3 separate regions of the Capsicum annuum genome follow, and all the other regions are linked to region 2. Evidence: chromatin contacts called from public Hi-C data. All regions are on one chromosome and are shown on one strand. The core of a region is the stretch at or near the end of the contact, and the rest is flanking DNA. Distances in the headings are between cores, read along the strand shown.

What was found. Hi-C and Micro-C count contacts between places; a contact is called where the count stands out from the background.
Region 1: a contact with region 2 is called in a Hi-C map of bud, with 4 times the contacts expected there. The contact joins the promoter of LOC107855607 here to the promoter of LOC107855595 in region 2. A contact is called at or near these places in 3 of 5 Hi-C or Micro-C datasets (bud, leaf and placenta).
Region 3: a Hi-C map of leaf shows a contact between it and region 2, with 2.2 times the contacts expected there. The contact joins the promoter of LOC107855597 here to the promoter of LOC107855595 in region 2. A contact is called at or near these places in 2 of 5 Hi-C or Micro-C datasets (leaf and placenta).

What each region holds. Positions count from the first base shown.
Region 1 is chr4:195,848,350-195,851,877 of UCD10Xv1.1, forward strand. LOC107855607 (MA3 DOMAIN-CONTAINING TRANSLATION REGULATORY FACTOR 2) reads left to right here and starts at 1,700. Exons shown (of 5, transcript XM_016700630.2): 1 at 1,700-1,892; 2 at 2,071-2,574; 3 at 2,875-2,969; 4 at 3,215-3,528. The coding sequence starts at 2,322.
Region 2 is chr4:196,097,859-196,101,638 of UCD10Xv1.1, forward strand. It overlaps LOC107855595, which reads left to right and starts at 2,153. Exons shown (of 2, transcript XM_016700610.2): 1 at 2,153-2,665. The coding sequence starts at 2,303.
Region 3 is chr4:196,231,357-196,234,978 of UCD10Xv1.1, forward strand. LOC107855597 (probable aquaporin TIP4-3) reads right to left here and starts at 2,353. Exons shown (of 3, transcript XM_047410904.1): 1 at 2,177-2,353; 2 at 2,015-2,099; 3 at 887-1,912. The coding sequence starts at 2,265. The coding sequence ends at 1,109.

The DNA of each region.
Region 1 (3,528 bases), core at 450-2,949, 250 kb before region 2:
GTTGTAAAATCATATTATTCAAAAGCCTTTTCTTGAGTTTGAACCTAGAGGAGTCTTTCTTAAATTATTACTTTGACAAATTATTAGGATTCAAGTTCATGACATGTATTATTTTTTCGGGCTTAGCTCCGCCAGAATTTTTATTTTTACCTTATGTCATGTGAAGCCTCAAAAGCATTTGTACCATGTGGATTTGAATATATGTTAGGATAAAGGCATCGTTTCCACCTCAAACTATATTCGAAAAGTCAAAGTCACATCTAAACTATACTAGTGACCTATTGCATACCTAAACTATAAAAAAGTGAAACTATTTATACCCTGTCAAGCTACCACCACTTGCATGTGGTGTAGTATTTTACACACACTGTCACGTCAGTAAAAAGTATCACTTTTTTATAGTTAAGGTGTGTAATATGTCACTTATATAGCTTAGGTGTGGATTCGACTTTTCAACTATAGTTTGGGGTGAAAATGATGTCTTTTCCCTTAACGTTTTTAGCCGTTTACTTTTGTTATTTAATAGGCTAGACGCACCTAAAATAAGTGTAACACGCGCGCCTTAGAATGAGGGTCGCGGGGAGATAATAATATCACTTTTACATAATTAAGGTGTGTAATAGGTCAATTATATAATTTAGATGTTACTTAGACTTTTCTTGTATAGTATGGGGTGAAAATGATATCTTTTTCCTATATCATATAAAGCTTTTCACTATCCTCTTTCATTTTAATTTGAAATTCACTTATGTGTCATGTGCACCTCATCTTCAGAAGCTTGTCAGCCTAAAAGTTTGTCACACTTGCTTGACTCACCCTCATTTATCTATCTTCTATCAAATGCTTCACACAAGTATTATTTAGAGTTCAAATTCATGGACGGAATCATTGAATTCTAAGCTATAAAACTACAAACTCGAGGAAAGAGTCTTTCAGTTCTTAGTTATAGAACCATGAACTCAAGGAAAGAGTCCTCGAGTTCAAACCAAATAACAATTCATTTCACTCTTCAAATTTTTATAACTTCAAACTTAACAATTGATGCGGTTTCGAGGTTTAAACCTTTATAGTGTGAGAATTTGTTAGAGCTTCAAACCTCGTGAATTTATGGAGTTCGAAAGGTTTTTTCATGTTTAATTTACGGATATTTTTTTACCAACTTATCATAAAGTACCTAGAATTACTCTCAACATCTCATTTTATGTGACATTTTTTGATTTGACACGATATTTAAGAAAAAAAAAACTTCTAAAACTTGTAGTCTAAAATATTCTTAAATATTTATGTGATTATAAATCATTTAATTAAGAATAAAAAAAAAATTTTAAAGCTAAATTATTTCTAAGATAAGGTGACATTTTTTTTTTTTTTGAGACAAACTAAAATTAAAAGTGTGTAACATAATATGCTACTAAGGGAGTAATTACTTTTGAAATGGCATCATACTCCTCATCACTGTCTGAAAAGTGGCTAGTTATCCATTTTTATCTATTCGATTGTACCTGAAAACCTAGTTGGTTGGACGTCAAATATTAGATGGGAAAAAAAACTTTATGATAAAAAAGAAAAAGAAAAGAAAAGTAGAATAATCAAAGTTTTTTCTGTTAGAATGACAGTTATAAGACCGTAACTTCCCGTTTCAAAAGGCGCAACCTCAGTAATCTGTCTATTTCCGCTCCATTAAGTCTTTTTCAGATCTCCTTAATTTGTTGTCTTAACTAATCCCATAATTATTATTTCTAAGCTAAACACACAATTATTATAACCAAAAAAGTTGTATACTACATTAATACTCCAACAATTTGAGGATGTTTTTTTAACTATTGCTAATCCATTTAGTTTTAGTGTGTTTGACACTTGTCTCACTAGGTTCAACTAATCTCCTGCTTCAGGTACATTTGCTATTTCACATGATAAATAATTTTAATTTTAGATGTAATGTATTCGGACTTGTAGCACTATGTTCGAATTATGCATCAATTTGGATTTTAAGAAATAGAATATTACTCGTCATTTCAACAATTTGTATCGATCTCTTGGTTGATCTCCATTTCTTTTACCCTTTTTTAGGTATCTTTGAACGATTAAATTATAATAGACGGATCCAGGTGTAACATCGCAAAACTTTCTGCTGCTTGGAGTTGGAAGAAGTTGATTTAGCAGAAAGCCAGATACTCCTAGCTCGTTATCAGACAATCACTTATTTACAAACTCTACCGTGGGAATATAGTTTTCCTGATATGATATTTCCTATATCCTACTACTACTTGTATTAGTACAAATACTTGAGAATATTTCTGTGGTGAAATTGGTTGTTGAGGATGGATTTTACAGCTGGAAAATTATCAAATGAGCATCAAGAACAACTCCGATCTGCTTCAGAAAGTGCAGATCCATTGTCTGTATCGCCATTAAAGATATCTCCAAGATCACCACGCTCACCAAAATCCCCGAAATCACCAAAGTCTCCTAGGTCTCCCAGTGATCGTCACAACAAGGTTGGCTCAGATAGGGGAAGTCCACTTAAAAATAAAAAAAGTTCACATTCTCCACGAGATGGTCGTCCAAAGAAAGGTAAGTTGAAAATTTCTCAGTTACACATTACATGCATGATAGTTTTCACTTTTCCCGTGACAAGATTATTTAGACCATCGTGTTTACACTATGGTAGAAAATAAGTAACATTGGATCAAATTGAACTTTTCGCGATAGTCCTTTTATTTGAAACCTTATACTTCCAATAAATACTACCATGAATTCAGTCATAGGAACGTAAAGATTGAACCTATCAAGTTTATATTGTAGATCCGCTGCTGTTTTAGTTATTTCTGTCTGTTTTCAACCGACTCTTCACATAACATTTATGATTTACAGGAGGTTCTGGAGGAAAAGGCACTTGGGGTGGATTAATGGATACCGATGATGTCCATGCTATCGATCCCAATGATCCAAACTACACCAGTAGTGAGGTACCTTAGCTATCATTTTCCAAAGTTCCATGAAATTAGTATTTTTGAGAAATAACACATCAAATTGACGAAGAGGAGCCTTGACACAAGTTTCGATATGTAGAAACAGCCTCTTGTAGAAATGCAAGCTAAAGCTGCGTACAATAGACCCTTACGGTCCGGCCCTTCCCTGGACCCTGCATGTAGCAGGAGCTTAGTGCACCGGGCTATAAGTACTGAATTGAGTTAGCCCTTTTCTGTTTCAGGATACTGAGAGAACAAGTACTAAAGATATGGTTGCAGCATTTGAAGAATACAAAAAGAAGGCTATAATATTAGTAGAAGAATATTTTCAGAATGATGATATCACATCCACAGCCAATGAATTAAGAGAATTTGGGATGTCTTGTTATGACTTCTACTTTATTAAAAAATTAGTATCAATGGCTATGGATAGACATGATAAAGAAAAAGAAATGGCAGCTGTTTTATTATCTGCTCTTTATGCTGAAGTTATCAAACCACAACAAGTCTACAAAGGTTTCAGTAAACTCTTGGAATCTGCTGATGATTTCATTGT
Region 2 (3,780 bases), core at 903-3,402:
ACTGTTTTGATGAATCTGTTACCAAATTCAGAGAGAAGAATATGTGCTAGACATATTTGGAGCAATTTGCATTTGCACTGAAGAGGAGAAGAAAGAAGAAAATAGTTTTGAAGATGTGCAAAAGTAAGCTTTGAAGTAAAGTTTAGAGAGGAGATGTAAGCAATGTCAAGGCTACTTAAGAAATAAATAACTGAGGATATGTTGGTTAATCCTCCTTCTTCTTGGTGTAGGACATATTTCAAAACACATTCTAAATGTGATATTGTAGAAAATAATATGTGTGATACTTTTAATTCTTATATCTTAGCTGCTAGACATAAGTCCATAATCACAATGTTAAAGGATATCAGACATAAAATGATGAATAGACATATAGATATGATCAGATTTGCAAAAACATGGATTTCAGATACTGCACCTATGGCAAGAACAATTTTAGAAGATAACAAGAAATATTCAAATAGGTGTAGAGTACTATGGAATGGAGTTAATAATTTTGAAATTGGGGATGGGGGTTACACATTTATTGTTCACTTGGACAAGAGTATTGTATGAAAATGTGTTACTAATTTTTAAACAACTTTTTCTTAGGTAATAATTAATGACTTTGGGGTACGCTACAGTAGAACTATTATGCTCAATGTTGAACTTTTTTTGAACACCTTATTTATTATGTATGCAGTTTATAGCTCAACTTTGAACAATTTTAATATGATATGCTGCTTCTTGCACTTTTTAGCTCAATTTTGAGCCCTTTTAATATGATGTGCTGCTTCTAATATTTTAGTTCATTTTTAGCAATACCTTCAGTAGTTACAAATAGGCTATATGGTTATACCTTCAGTAGTTGCACAACTAGACACAAAGTAATTGACAATGTGATTGTCATACAAAACATGTCAATTCATTCACATTAAACATGTCAAAATGATGCAAACTAACCAAACAACTACTGCAAACTAACTCTTACAAATTCATTACAAACTAAACTAACCAAATAACTACTACAAACTAACGATTACAAATCCATTACAATATCCAATTGCCTATTCAATAGGCAAACTTAACTACAACCTTACTCCATATTAAGGAACCACTTTACAGTAAGAACAATGAGAAAAAGCAGAACAAGTCTATTCAATTTGAGCTTAACACATTCCTTTTCAACTTTAACTTTTTTGAGTTTTTGCCTCACTGCAATCAACTTCTCTTCACTATCTTTTTAATTTCTCACACAAAATGTCTCTCTCTTATTCAACGTCTTTGAGCTTTTGCTTCAATCGATCACACAAATTTTCACCATCTTTGCACCTAATCATTAAGATCGATTCCATCTCAGTATATTGATGCACAAAAATTGAAGGTTTTAGATCAATCCATCTAAATTACCCACATCCATCATTTTTCTAAAATGCAAAAACAGTAGAATAATAAAAAAATCACCAAAAAAATAAAATTAAAATCTGTGAAAATGATAAAAACCTTTGGAACTTTACATCCAAAAAATCTACGACCTGAATTTGATGGAGTCCTTGAAGTTCTTAAAAGACAAAATTCAGAATAGTTCACAAATCGGGTAACTCAACATAATTTTGCGACATTCTTATAAAAAATGAGAGAAAAAATGATTTAAGAGAAATTATGAGATAAATTTGAGAGTGAGATGAGAGAAATTGAGAGAGAATTGAGCTATGGAGGAGAGGAATGAAAGAAAAAATGAAGAAATTAGGTTAAATAAAAAGAGAAAGTAAAGGGGATGACAAAGTAACGTTATTTAACGTTAACTTTTGCCATATGGACTGCATTTTTCCTCCTTATGCGCCCCTCGCGAGTACATAGCACACGGGGTGCCATATAGGCAAAAAAGACCCGATTGAATCAAAATTCGGGTAGGTTAGGGGCCTGATAGGCATAGACTTTAGTTGAAGGGTCTAAATGAATTTTCGGGACAACTTTAAGTACTTGTCGATGACTTAAGCCATTATTTAAGACAAAATTTATATATTAAAGCCTGCTTTAAATGTTAATCAATATTTTAAAATATGTTTTTTAAGTAAATTAAAAAAATACAACTTATAATAGTTTATGTAAAATTTTTTAATAATTAAATTTTAATTTAAAAATTTTAAAACCTAATTTAATTTTAAAAATTAGTCAAATTGTGTGAAATACTTGAAAAAAAAACGAACTCCAAAATCCTTTTAATTAACGCCTCTCCCCTCCCCCCCGTCCCCTCCAACCGTACCCCCACGGTGTTCTTTCCCTTCTTCCTTTCTCGATTATCGCCGGCCACTCAACTCCGATGGGAGAGATCGAAGAAGCATCCACCGGCTCCGACGAGGCATCTCCACTTTTACCGAACCCGAAACCCGACCCGGTTCCTCCAACCCGAACTAAGTCGGTTCGGACCAAGGTACCGGAGGTGAAAGTCCATTTGTATAAGCAAGGGAAAGGTCCGATCGACGAATTTACGTCATCGTTAGGTGGATGGGATCAGGATCAGCTGGAGGTTCGTGATATTCTGGATAAATACGGGTTCAAATCGGTTTATGCATTTAAACCGGATTCGGGTCGAGGTCTTCCTATTAGGTTTAATCCACTTAATGGACGCTCCATTCTTACTTATAGAGATGGATCTGAGATCTATATTGATGGAGAACCTAAGGTACAATGCATAATTAATTAAATGAATTGTTTACAATTTGTACTTTATGTGTTGAGTTATTGTTGAAATTCAGATAGATTTAATATTAACTTAGTATGTAGTAGTTTTGTTCCCCGTTGGGGAGATCCCTGCTCAATCAACTCGGTCACCATTGCGGGTGATTATAAACGCATGAATTGATTAGAATAACTCAGTATTTTAAATTTTAAATTTAAATATTCGAAAACTATATGAAAAAATGCTGTATTAAGTTGCAACCATTCTCATATTAATATGATTAAGAAATACGTTTTAAAATGTTGGTCAAATTCATGTAGTTTAACTTTCGATTTTTGAAAAGCTAAATGTGACAAAGTAAAAAGGAACAGGAACAGATGGAGTAGTGAATGGACTGTTATATAATTTCAGATATTGCATCAGTTGTTATGTAGGGATTGCCAAGATTTTTATGTCCCGTTAATACACAATTCTTATCCCTATTTTATCACATAAATTGATAGGTAAAAATTTGCACATAACTAGTAATGGAAGTGTAATCTAGGGGCAGACATATATGCATTTGCTTGGTGATCCGGCACCCATTAAATCCGATGCAAACTAGGTATAATTATATAAAAAAAGGTATAAAAATTGGTATAAGCTTCTAAAAAACACCCAGGAATCCAGGAAACCAAGAAGATAGACGGGTGCTTTGATTTTCAAGCGGAACCTTAAAGCTTTGGGCGTCAATATGTGTGTTCAAATCTCACAAGCACCCGCGAACCCTAAATCCTGGGTCCGCCACTGGTTTAATATTACAATAGTTATGCAGTGTTCGTTTCCAAAATCAAACTTTCTTTTAGATTCCCAGTGATTAAATTCGTATTGCAGCGGTTTATGTAGCAAACAAAATGTTATATTAGTTATGTAGAATTTGATGTTGGTACCCTTTTTGCTTATGCAGCCTGCTAAACAACCCATAAGTCGCTGACTCTCTTGAACTAGGATAGAGTTTGGCCGTCTTAGAAGATCCATGTATTAAGAGAACTTGTCTCTTTGGACAGAACTGGTTATATTGGATGGAATGACATGGAGGAGATCAAACTTGGAAAAACATATTGTGCTTTTGGGCAAAT
Region 3 (3,622 bases), core at 1,103-3,602, 130 kb after region 2:
TCTTATAATCCAATCGTGTACATGCCATTCCTTTAATTTTCTGTTTTCTTGTTGGAGAATTTTTTGTAAAAATATCTGGCAGCGGCTGGATTCTAGATTGCTTTCTGGATGATATTACACTATGAAACGCGCATTCTCACCATGAGTGAGATCATGTATGAAAATTACACCTTGCCTCAAGTTTGAAGATTTCTGATCTGGTCGAAGTACACAGAGTCTCAAACTTGGAAACTTTTCTGCGTCTGATAGAGGTAAAACGACTCAAACCCCAAACTGATGTTTCACTTTAACAGGCTCTCAGATTCTCTTAGTCTGGGGCTTTCCTGCGCGTCATTTTTCATTGTGGTTTGGAGAAAGGAGCAGTAGATCATTTTATGAGATTTGAATGTCATCAGGAGATATATATATATATATATATGCAATATGACATTCATCAAAAGCACCGTATGTATCCATCAATAACTACTACATTTTATTATATTCAATAAAAATCTTTCATAATAGAACAAAAACTTTTTAAAAAATTAATATTACCTACAAACAAAGTAAATATAATGAAAATAACAATTAAGGTTTTGAAAATGGATCCGCCTGACTGAGTAATTATAGCATCTCATACTTCATTGTAAGAAGGAACTTTGGCCAACTGGCTAAATTAATAGTATTGACCGAGTGGTTATTTTTGGTAATAGATGATTAAGTGTGCTATTTTTAGTGTAAAAAATTTAAGTCAATGGACATTTTATTTAATTTTTTCATTTAAATGTTGGTATTTATAAAATGATCATATTTATTTAAAACAATTTAATTTCTAGATCACAAGATCAAGTACAAGTTGATTATAGTTAACTATAAAGACAGACATTTAAAACACCCAGATCTTATAGGATAGAGAAAAAGAGAAACTTGTTGAAACATTGATAGGTTTAAGCTTTTACACAGAGTGGGTAGTGGGGTAGGGAAAATATGATCTGATTTTCTATTTACTTAGTGCTCAAGTCCTATTAGGCTAGGCCTATTACACATTAGTTTATTATCAGCCCATGAATGGACCCACAAAGGAAAGGGAAGCCCAACGCCAATATATCACCATAGGCCTATTATTTCATCATACATCGGACCTAGACAAAGCCCTGACAACTCCAAGAAAATCATGCTTGAATCCATATTCTCCTTGGAAATGCTTTAGTGGAATGATCTTTGTGTACACATAAAAGGCTACACAACCAATAGTAGGTCCAACCCAAAAGATCCAATGTCCATCCCAAAGGTGACCTCCTCTAACAATAGCTGCCCCGAAACACCTAGCCGGATTCATCCCGGCCCCGGCGTAGCCCTTTTTCGCGGTGACCGTGGTCGAGATAAACACTAGAAGACCTAAAACTAGACCAACAATAGACAATACAGTGACATGGCCAAGAGCCTTAGCTTGTCGATGATCATAAGCCATCCAAATTGAAGCAAAGAGAAAAACAAATGTACAAAAGATCTCTAACCACAAGGCTTGGGCCGTCTCTAGGCCCACTGTGATGGGTCCATTTGGGCCCGGTGCAATAACTGTGATGGTGCAACCACCAAGTGAGAAAGTTTGCGCAATAGTAGAGCTAACCACTGCTTTGAGAGCTAGTGCACCTAAAACAGCACCAAGGCATTGTGCCAGGATGTAAATTATGGCTCTTGTCATGGATATAATTCCGACTAGCGCGGCCGAGAAGGAGATAACGGGGTTGATATGGCCTCCGGACACCGGAACAACTGCTAGTAGTAGGATTGTTACAACAACTGCTATGAGAATTGACATGATCAAATTTGGCATTTTCGTGTCACTTTCAAAGGTGGAGATCACTATAGTATCCAACATGAAAACAAGAACCGCTGAGCCTAGGAGTTCCCCCATTGATGCTCGCCATACCTGTATCACACACACAAAAAAAAAGTATCATTTTTTATGCACTCATGGCAATCGTCGAATTATTTATTCTCAAGGCTATTAGTGATGAAATGTATTACTAACATCCAAAGAAAAGAAGTCAGGAATGCCCAGCCTTTGAGACAGTGAGAGAGAAGTTTGCTTCTTTTCCTCATCATCATCAATAGCCCTGCTAATACGAGTACACATAATTAGCTAGGACAAATTAAAGGAAAATAAATCAAACAAGAAATTAGTTTCACTTACTTTTTTGCTGTAGTAGAGTAAGGTTGAACTCTATTAGTCCCACCAGAAAGCTGGCTTTCTTCATCACCTAAAACATTATGAGAAGCCATATTTGGGAGAAACTAAAATAGTTGCGGTTTAGAAGTGTTTAATGCGTTTTCCCTAAAATTGTGTGCATGGATGTGGGTTATAAATACTACTCCAACCTCCACTGCCAACCTATCTTCTTTTGTTACTATTAAATATAAACTATTAAATATATGAAAAGATGAAAGTTCTGTCAACGTGTATATATCAAGCGGTGGGGATCTCTTGGCCAATTTTATTAGAAGAGTCAATTCTTTATTAATTGTTTTTGTTAAGTATTTAATTTGTTATATATGTTACTGCTACTTCTAGATGTAACGATGAGACAGATCTTAGTTAAAGGAGTAGGCCTTTTATGATTAGGAAATAATTTAAAGAGTAGTGAGCTCTACTTTTTCACCCTCTTTATATAGTCCGCAGAATGTAGAAGTATCATTGAAAGGCCTATTCAGGGTAGCGTTTTCTATCAAGAATTTTTTCATAAGTCTTATTCGAGGTAGTGTTTCCTACCAAGAATTTTTTCGAACTCGGGGTTCGAATCTGAAACTGGTTAAGAAAGGAGTCTCATTCACTACACCACATCCGTTGATGATAAGAAAGATAGTCCATATCTCTCTCGTCCAATTTAATTGTGTTGTACTTGTTAAAAATAATTGATTCAAAATACTCTCTGTTTTTACCTTTTTAATATATCAAAAATTAAGTTCACTTTTTTAGAAAATCAAGAAATAATTTATCTATTAATTTTGTAATTATTCTTAAATTAGCTATAGTTATTTCTCGATACATTTTCAAACATTTAATTTATTATATTCAAAGAGTGGTTTAGTAAAACTGTCATTCTATTTTTGTTGTGTAGAAGCTATGTCAAGTCAATACTGAACAGGTAAAAATAAATAGAAAAAATGTAGTCGGCATCTTAAAAGTTCAAGACATAATTAATTTTTAATATTTGACAAGCATTCAATAACTTTCTTAAAGGGTGTGTCACACTCCAAACATTTATTTATTTTGAATTAGAGAAATTACTATCTTTTACTTGAATATTTTAAAGCTATAATTATTTTGAGATAAATTGAGATGATGAAAGTATTATGCAAAGATGATTGATGTTGCGGATCAGAGGAAAGATTTTTCTCTGTGTAATAAGAGATGATTTCCACATGTTAGATTAGTATCAATAAATTTAAAAGTAAAGATATTATGGTTATTTTGTAAGATAAAGTCGATGAGTGTGATTATCATTTTTGCTTTCTTATTTAGACTTTAATTACAAGTTAATTAAAAAATTTCATCCTTACCCAATTATGCCCTATATTGACGTCAATTGTGGTGGGTAGGGTGTACAGATCAAACCGTCAAGTCAAATCAAATTGAAGA